Regions from separate parts of the Gossypium hirsutum genome. Here region 1 is linked to region 2. Evidence: chromatin contacts called from public Hi-C data. All regions are on one chromosome and are shown on one strand. Each heading gives the region's core, a stretch centred on a gene start, on an enhancer-like site or on the middle of the called end of the contact. The rest is flanking DNA. Distances are from core to core; before and after follow the strand shown.

The links. Hi-C and Micro-C count contacts between places; a contact is called where the count stands out from the background.
Region 1: a contact with region 2 is called in a Hi-C map of leaf, with 2.4 times the contacts expected there. The contact joins the promoter of LOC107923340 here to the promoter of LOC121210907 in region 2. A contact is called at or near these places in 5 of 34 Hi-C or Micro-C datasets (callus and leaf).

What each region holds. Positions count from the first base shown.
Region 1 is chrA12:82,700,600-82,705,592 of Gossypium_hirsutum_v2.1, reverse strand. It overlaps LOC107923340 (protein IQ-DOMAIN 1), which reads left to right and starts at 2,307. Exons shown (of 5, transcript XM_041082851.1): 1 at 2,307-2,722; 2 at 2,802-3,074; 3 at 3,166-3,405; 4 at 3,499-3,664; 5 at 3,715-4,712. The coding sequence starts at 2,636. The coding sequence ends at 4,478.
Region 2 is chrA12:82,129,759-82,134,153 of Gossypium_hirsutum_v2.1, reverse strand. It overlaps LOC121210907 (ribosomal RNA small subunit methyltransferase nep-1), which reads left to right and starts at 2,238. Exons shown (of 8, transcript XM_041082846.1): 1 at 2,238-2,509; 2 at 3,020-3,345; 3 at 3,492-3,584; 4 at 3,730-3,874; 5 at 3,967-4,077; 6 at 4,163-4,245; 7 at 4,325-4,382. The coding sequence starts at 3,046. It also overlaps the pseudogene LOC107948146.

The DNA of each region.
Region 1 (4,993 bases), core at 1,058-3,557, 570 kb before region 2:
TCTTGAGCTCCTTTAAATATTTCATATTAGCTGTATGTAAATCTGGCTGCTTCTTCTTCTTCCCCTGATTTAATTATTATTACTTACATCTCTGAAAGACTTTGACTGGTCTTTGACATAAAATCAAAAATGTTTGGGGGTATGTTTTATAGATTCAATACCTGACTGACTCTGAGACTCACTGAGACTATGTGAAGGTACATTTTCCCAACTCCCTCAAGTCCTTTTTGGACCACTTGATTTACTACTTTTTCATCATCTTCTGATTCAAATGTCACTTTCAATTTAAAATCAATGGAAGGAAATAGGACCACCGTGCTCCATAATCCACCTGATATTTTTTTTCCCACTGCTTTGATCATTAGTTATTAGTCACTATTCATCAGCTCCTACCACGTGACACCACGAGAGGTGTCCAGTTTATATCAATTTTTTAAGAACCTAAAGGAAAAAGGGGTAAAGGACAATACCAGAACAAAAGCTTCCACTTTTATTTTAGAGTAGCTATCAGCTTAATGAATTCTTAATAAAGATGAATATATTTTTTTTAGATTTTTTTTTGCATTAAATCAATTAATTTTACCTAATTCTCAAGTAGAGTCGAATCATACATTTAAACAGAACAAAACTTTCTTAATATAATTTTTTTGTCTTAATTTTAATATCGTTTTTAGTATTTTTTCTACTTAATTCTTTTAATTATCTATAACTCATTCACACCCTAAAATCAAAAGATAATAAGCACAAAAGTATACTTAAACTCATGCTTTATATGTTACAATAACAACAACTTTAATATATAAACTTAACAATTAGATATATTTTAATCACTAAATTTAAAAAATATAAAAGTTTAATATTGTAATCATACCATATTATAAATTGAAAATATCATAATTTTAAAATGTCGCATTATCCATTCTTATCAAAATCTAACATCATATATAAAAATGGACTTAGTTAATATACAAATGCCAAAATTCAATCTTATGTGTCAAAATTTAAATAAACCCAAACATCTTTTTTCTACATTTATATTATCTAAACCGATATTTTATTTGAAAGTGATTATTTTTTTATTAAAAAAACTTTGTTTTGAAAAAAAAAAGAAAAGAAAAAAAGGAGACTTTAGCCATTGGTTGATGTGCAAAACTCAACGTGGGTTTCCCTTTTTTTCTTTTCATGGCCTTTGCCTTTCAACGTTTCTCGATATCTCACCTCGTCCACAGCACGTCCACTACTCTCTGTTCCTCATGTTCCCTTTAATTTAGTATTAAACTTTATTATTTATTATTACCCCCCAAAAGAAAACCTCATAACACAAAATACCCTTTCGGTATTTAAGTTTAGTTTTATATTAAATTTCATGTATAATTTTGTATTAAGATAAAATGATGCCATGTGATTTAATAAATATTTGATACATATGTTTTGTTAAGAAAATATAAATTCTTAATTAGCATAAAAAGAGTTTAGATGTCAAATTAAATATTAAAGTTAAATTTGGGTACTTAATTAGATAAAAAAAACTTAAGTATTAAATTGAAAAAATTTAGGTACCAAAATGAGCATTAAAACCAAACTCAAGTACCAAATTAAGATAAAAAATTAACATGTCAAATTAAACATTTAAACTAAACTCAAATATCAAATAATTTTCATTTAAGTCACTGAGTTGTTAAATACGATGCTATATCGCTTTTTCTGTTCACACTACTTGCATTAATCGAAAGCTCTCTTTTCCTTTCTCTTCTATAATTCTTTTTTTTTATGAAACAATTTTGGACGTTAAGAATTTGCGAACCAAAATTCAAACAGCTTTTTTCTCCAATCTTCGACACTGACCGTTAGATTGACGGATCTAAAGGTATTTTCTTCGATTCTTAGATAAATACTGATCCATTATACCAATCATTAAACTGCAGCTTGAAACTCTCTGGCGGAACTTTAAAAAAAAATATTAACAACTCAGTAACTTAAATGAAAACTTTTAAGTAATTTAATGACCAAATTGTAGCTTTCTTTTATTAAGTTACCAAAACAAAAAGTTATTCATAATTTAGTGACTAATGTTGTGGTTTACCTTTTTTTTTCTTTATTGCATATAAATTATGGAAGTAGTTACTTTTACAAATTTAATATATACAAATTGATAAACTCTTGATTTTGAAGTGAATAATAAATAAGAATATTAAATTAAACTAACTTCTCAAAAATAAAAATAAAATTCTGGAAAGTTAAAATAAAAGACCAATTTTTAAAATTTCGTAAAATAAGAATACAAAATTCAGAATTAAACCTATAAAATTCAATAACATTGAAAAAAAAATGTTAACGTACTACACTCTGACACCACCACCATCGATGTCTCAATGTGCTCGAAAGTTCACCCAAGCTTGGATATATTGAAATCTAAGCTGTTCACTTTCGTTGTTTTCCCTTTCATTGTATCTCTCTCTTGAGGAAATATATATATCATTAAATTATCTTGTCCTGTATGTCTTTCTCTGGCAATTTAACAAGAATCCATATTACAATCAGAATCTTTTTTATCTTCACAGTGTTGGTGTCTTGGCTCCTTCTTCAAAGCTTCTTTTAGCTGTAAATGCAGCTTGGTTTAACCCTATCCTTTTGAATGGGGAAGAAAGGAGGGACTTCATGGTTGACTGCTGTGAAAAGGGCTTTTAGATCTCCTACTAAAGATACCCATGATGATGAAAAGGTAAGTGTTTCAATCTATTTTAATGGCTGTTTATGAATATAAAAAGAAAAGCCTTTGATTTTTTATTTTTTTTATATAGAAGAGAGATAAACGGAGGTGGATCTTTAGGAAACAAGATACAAGTCCTGTGAAGAGTGTAGGTAATAATGGTGGTGGTGGTGGTGGTGCAAGTACGGCAGCAGCGGAGAAAAGGCATGCTATTGCTGTGGCGGTGGCTAAAGCAGCGGAAGCTGAAGCTGCGGTGGCGACTGCAGAAGCAGCTTTACAAGCTGCTCGGTTGACTAAACCTAGTTATGGCAGGAAACATCACTTTGCTGCTATTGTTATTCAGACAGCTTTTAGAGGCTACCTGGTAAGAAAAAAATTTTGCCTTTGAAAATTGTTGTTTTTTGCATGAGAAAAAATGGGGGTTTAGTGTTGATTTTGTGGTGGTGATAATGAAGGCCAGGAGAGCTCTACGTGCGTTAAAAGGGCTAGTGAAGTTACAAGCTTTAGTGAGAGGTCACAACGTGAGAAAGCAAGCCAAGATGACGCTTCGTTGCATGCAAGCACTGGTTAAAGTTCAGTCTCGTGTTTTAGACCAAAGAATGAGGCTCTCGCACGATGGTTGCAGCCGGAAATCAGCATTTAGCGACACCTGGGAATCACGGTATCTTCAAGATATATCGGATAGAAGATCATTAGTAAGTGTTTTAAGCCTTTTGTTTATGACTTTATGTGTGGTTTAAAGATTCAGCTTCTTATTTGCCTTGTCTTTATGTCTGTGTGTGTTCTAGTCGAGAGGAGGAAGTAGCATAGCAGATGATTGGGACGAAAGGCCACACACAGTTGAAGAAGTGAAAGCTATGTTACAACATAGGAAAGAAGCTGCTTTGAAACGTGAAAAGAGCTTGTCACAAGCACTGTCACAACAGGTTCATGTTCTGTCTTTAACCATGTCTTGTTGTATCATATTGTAATGATTCATATAAACCAATTTGACCGTAAAATAGATGAGGAGAGCTCGAAGGAGTCCATCAATGGGGGACAAGATGAGTGGCTTGATCGTTGGATGCCTGCTAAACCATGGGATAACAGAGGAAGAGCTTCAATGGATCAAAGAGATAATGTCAAAACTGTTGAAATGGACACTTCACAGCCTTATTCATATGTAGCACCAAATTATAGAAGAACAAATTCAAACCATTATCACCAAAGGCCTAGTTCACCTCTCCATAGGGCTCAACACAATGCACAAGCTTTCCACCCTTCTCCAATTACACCCTCTCCATCGAAAACACGTCCGGTTCAAGTACGGTCTGCGAGCCCTCGTTGCGTTAGGGAAGACCGAACCTCGTTTTCATCATCACAAACACCAAGTTTAAGGTCCAATTATTATTACACAGGCAGGGTTAGTACTCAAGCTAGTACTAGTATAAACAATGCTATTACATTGCCTAATTACATGGCAGCAACAGAGTCTGCAAAGGCTAGGATTAGGTCTCAAAGTGCACCAAGACAGAGGCCATCGACACCAGAGAGGGACCGAATCAGTTCAGCAAGGAAAAGGCTATCGTTTCCCATCCCGGAACCATACGGTATTGGGATGGGGTATGGAGGTTATGGTCATAGCTTGAGGAGCCCGAGTTTTAAAAGTGTAAGCGGATCGCAATTCGGATTGGAACGACAATCTAACTATTCATCTTGTTGTACTGAGAGCCTTGGTGGTGAAATGTCACCATCTTCAACTAGTGATCTAAGAAGGTGGTTGAGGTGATCCCATCAATGTAGCTGTTGGTTTTTACTAGTTTTATAGTGTGTTTCCATTGTTGATTTTACCAATTCTTGGTTGAAATTGAAGCTTTATAAGTGAGGCAACTGCGATGAACCCTTCCTCACTGGGATCTTTCATGAGATTCATAACCAAATTGAGTGTCTAATACTATAAAGTAACTCTGTAATTCTGTTTTGTCATAACTTTTTAATATATTAAAGCTTATCATCTTTTCGATGTATGGTATTCAAGTCTGGTAAGTTTCCACTCCCATGAAGATATTGCTCAAAATTTCCCATCTTTATTTGGATTCAAAATAAGGATAATTTTATCGTTTTCATCTGTTTTACTGTTTGAAATTAGTCTTATTCAGGTGGCACAATTGCTTTATAAACAATGATAGATGTTAAAGATAGGGCAGGAGCCAGTAGAGATGCTGTTGGTGGGCTAAGATGATAGCTACTTTTTATTACCTTTTATCATGTCCATTAAAGAGGGGGTAGGCTGAACATGATCTC
Region 2 (4,395 bases), core at 989-3,488:
GCTCACTTCCTTGACCAATCACAGTCTTCATGGCTTCAGCTTTCATCTCCATGACCAATTTCCTGTCTTCCTCAGATATGCCATCCAATGGCTGCAAATCAGTCTTATTGCAAACAATGATCAAGGGTTTGTTCATAAAGAGAGATTTAATGCTGTGAAAAAGAGCTGCTTGCTGGGCAATGCTGTACCCACATGACCCAGATATATCCAAAAAGAACAACACTGCAGCTCGTAAGTGAGCCAATGCTGTAATGCTGCACATCTCAATAATATTTCGATCTTCAAATGGCCTGTCCAAAATTCCAGGTGTATCAATTACTTGATAGTGACTTGGTAGTGAAAGCATAAGGTTGGACATCCACATCAGCCCTCGTGATTTTGTTCATAAATGAACTCTTACCAACATTAGGGTACCCACAAATCAACATGGTTCGAGTATTAGGATCAATAGATGGCAACCTTGCCATATGTTGCCTAATCTGCTCAAGGTAGGCTAGACTAGGACCAATCCTCTTTATGACAGTACACATACGACCAAGTGCAGCAACCTTTAGCGACTTGCACCGATATAGCGAGTCACCATACTTTAATAGCTTGACATAATCTTTAGCAATCTTGCTAATGAGATTCCTAGCAGTATTTATCTGGCCAAGAGCAAGCTTGTAGTGATCCTTGTTATAGAGAACATGACGAAGATCACCATAAAATGGATGGATATCATCAAGGCGAGGGAACTCATCAATTATTGTCGAAAGCTTCTCATGAAAATTCTGCTGGGTGTACTTAACTTTACGCATATAGAACTGGCGGAGACGGGAAATCGCATACCCTTTGTGGAAAACAGTTGGAGTTATCCGTTGGGTACGTGAGAGAATAATATCTATGAAGTCCTTCCCATTTGGTACAACAGTGATTTTCTTGAAATTATATTGAACCATTTTTACTATTGACCTGCAGCAAAACGAAGACGAGTTAGGTTAAATGAAAAGGATTTTGACAACAATTTGAAATCGTTGCTTAATAGACATCTGATTAAGAGTTAGTTTTCCGCCAAATACGTCAAACACAGATATGTTCATGAGATTATTTTCCTTAGATTCAAGAAAAAAAACCCCAAGCAAATTTAAAAGAGAAGTTACAAACAGATTCAATTTTCTAGAAAAATAATATAAAAGCCCTCAACAAAAACCCACACAGGTTAATAGGTATACAAATCAACTTAGATATGAAATTCAATAAAATAACACAACTTGTAGTAGAGGCTTAGAAGTTAACAATAAAATACAGTAATCAGAACTGAAAACAGGAAGAACGCTCACAGGTTTCAGTTTAGTACCTCTTTTTCCTTCAAACCAAACAGAAATGGAGTTCACAAGCTTCTGCTCAGCCCAAGAGAAGAAAGAGTAAGAGGGAGGCACACTAGAGTTCTAGTTTTTATAGCCGACTAGAGGTGTGCATAGGAATGCGAAATAGTTTGGGCAAAAATATAAGAAAAAAATAGGGTGTAAAAAGTAACATCCGTTTAAAAATGAGTTGGAATTTGGGTAAAGTATTTTTTATTTGGGTCCCGTTTACCCGAATTCATTACATGATAATTTTTTTAATATTATTTTTTATTATTTATTATTTATTTTGTTATTATTTTGCTATTATATTTTTATTATTTTATTGTTATTATTTAGATATTGTATAAAATTTATTTTATTGTTAATTTTTTTATTATTTTAAAGAAATTTGTTAATTTTGTTATTATTTTAGAAACATTTGTTTATTAAGTTATATCTATTTTCGTGTTATTTAAGTATATTTATTTTTTAAAATTTATTTTCAATTTGTTGAGAAATATTTATTTGATGTTTTTAATATTTTTTATGGTTTATATATATTTTAAAATTATATAAAAAATAATATAAAAATTAATATAGGCGGACCGGGTTAAGCTTGAATTTTAACATTTTTATTCAGGTCGGGCTTAGTTAAAATTTTAAACCTATTTTTTGATTTAGACCGAACTCAGGACTAAATTTTTAGTTAAACCTGGCCCGGCCCGGCCCGGCACATGCACACTTGTATAGACTACTGAAGCCCGTGAAATGAACGGGAGTATGTTTATATCATATTAAATTTATGGCTTAATGTACACTTTAGTCCCTAATGTATACCTTTTTTCACTTTGATCCTTAAAGTTTCTTTTGGCACACTTTAACAAAAACAGTCAATGGCGGTGGTAACTTAATTAGGATTTTAAATAAAAAACTAAGATTGAGTTTTAACTTTTAAAATATAGGAGCAAAATCTCAAATTCTGTATACAAACATGGACTAATAAGACATTTAACCAAAATAAAATTTTGAACAAATTAAAACTAAAGTCAGAAACCTTATAGGGTTCTCTTCTTCTACCTATTCACTCTTTTTCTCACAGCCGTCGCTTAAACAGAATCCATCGCCGTCCTTGAACGCCTCCCCCGTCCGTCGATCGGTTTACGCCCTCTTCGCCGCCGCCCACTGTAAGTTGTTCGTAACTTCTCTTTTATAATTTTTTCTCATTCTTTTCTGCTTTGTTTTATTTCTTCACACCGCTGTTGAGGTCTTTCGCGGTGGTGGAAGGCGCCGCCACCGCAAGAAAAAGCGGCCGATACACCGCTACGCACCACTATGTGAACTCTGACCACTGTACCCTCTTGAGTTTTTTTTTTATTAAATTTAATTGATATAAATTTTTTCTTGTACATGCAAAAGCTTAATTTCCAGTTCAAACTGGAGTTCGAGTATTGGAAAATTAGTATACGATACTCATCAAGCATGTATTGTTTCTCGAGCAGAGAGCTTGAACCGAATTTCGAGTAGCTAACTTTGAATAGGAGTTGTGCTATTTGTTTTTTAAATTCAATTGTTGTCCTAATCTAATGTAGCAACGGGTTCTTAAAATAGCAATGAAAGTAATTCCACTAAAAAAGCTTATTATTTTCTTATTCTAATGTAGTGTTATCTTTTACTATGTTGCTTCTTATTTAAAGGATAAATAATATTTCAAGCCGATAAAATGGTTCGACCGTATGCTATTAAAGGGAAGAAACGGAAGAATAGAGGCGAGAAGTATGATAAAAAAGAGCAAGAACATGAAGAACAAGTAGAAGAAGAAGAAGAGAAAGAACCAGCAAAACGAGCTGCTATTGAAAAGCCAACAGAGGAAGTCGTAGGTAAAGAAGAAGAGGAAGGAGGTGAAGCTGGAACAGATGAACTTGTGGGAATCCCAATTGTCCCCTCTGATAAAAAGAATAACAAAAATGGGGTCATTTTTGTTCTTGAGAAGGCTTCATTGGAAGTTGCTAAAGTTGGAAAGGTATATCGAACTTGAACTTCGTAATGTGCTTAGTGCTTCTGTTATCGTTTACGAGTATGAGTTTTTGTATTTTTTAATTGATAATTTTCATTAAAGAAGTTTGGTTTTCAACTGTAATTTGTCTTGTTGGTTGTAAATTGTTACAGAGTTTTCAACTCTTGAACTCAGATGATCATGCCAATTTCTTGCGGAAAAATAACAGGAATCCTGCTGATTACAGACCTGACATAACACATCAGGTTATTTTCCTCCTTTTTTTGTTATTTATTGCTATCTTTATATTTCTTTTCTTAAAAGTATGATGAATTAATTGATACTGCATTCTTGATCCTCTTTTGTTAAAACTATGATGAACTAACTGCTATTTTTGCCATTTCCCTATAGGCTCTACTGTCGATTCTAGATAGTCCGGTCAATAAGGCTGGGAGATTGCAAGCTGTGTATGTTAGAACTGAGAAAGGTGTACTTTTTGAAGTTAAACCTCATGTTAGAATTCCAAGAACATATAAGCGGTTCTCTGGTATTATGTGTAAGTTATCATGGCTGAGATTTTGTCTCTTCTGCTGCATTTTGAAACTCTTACCAGTCTGTTTCTTATTGACCTATTTAACAATCATGCAGTGCAACTGCTACAAAAACTAAATATAACTGCCGTTGGCAAGCGTGAAAAGCTTTTACGTGTGATAAAGAATCCCGTAACCAATTACTTTCCTGTCAACTCTCGCAAAATAGGTGGGTTTGACTTTGATTGTTGTTTCTCGTGTTGTCTGTAAAATCCGTTGTTTCCGGAACTCAAGTTCTTTTTCTTGCACATCAGGTTTCTCATATAGCTCAGACAAATTAGTTAAAATGAGGAAATACGTAGATGCTGTTGGTGATGATGTGAATCTTGTTTTTGTGGTAAGTCTTGTGCGACATACGATCCTTCTCTCTTTATGTATAATCGCTTCCTTATCCTATCTCTGTGCATTTTTTTCAGGTGGGTGCAATGGCCCATGGGAAAATAGAGGTAGATTATATAGATGATTTTATAGCGAGTAAGTTCCACAT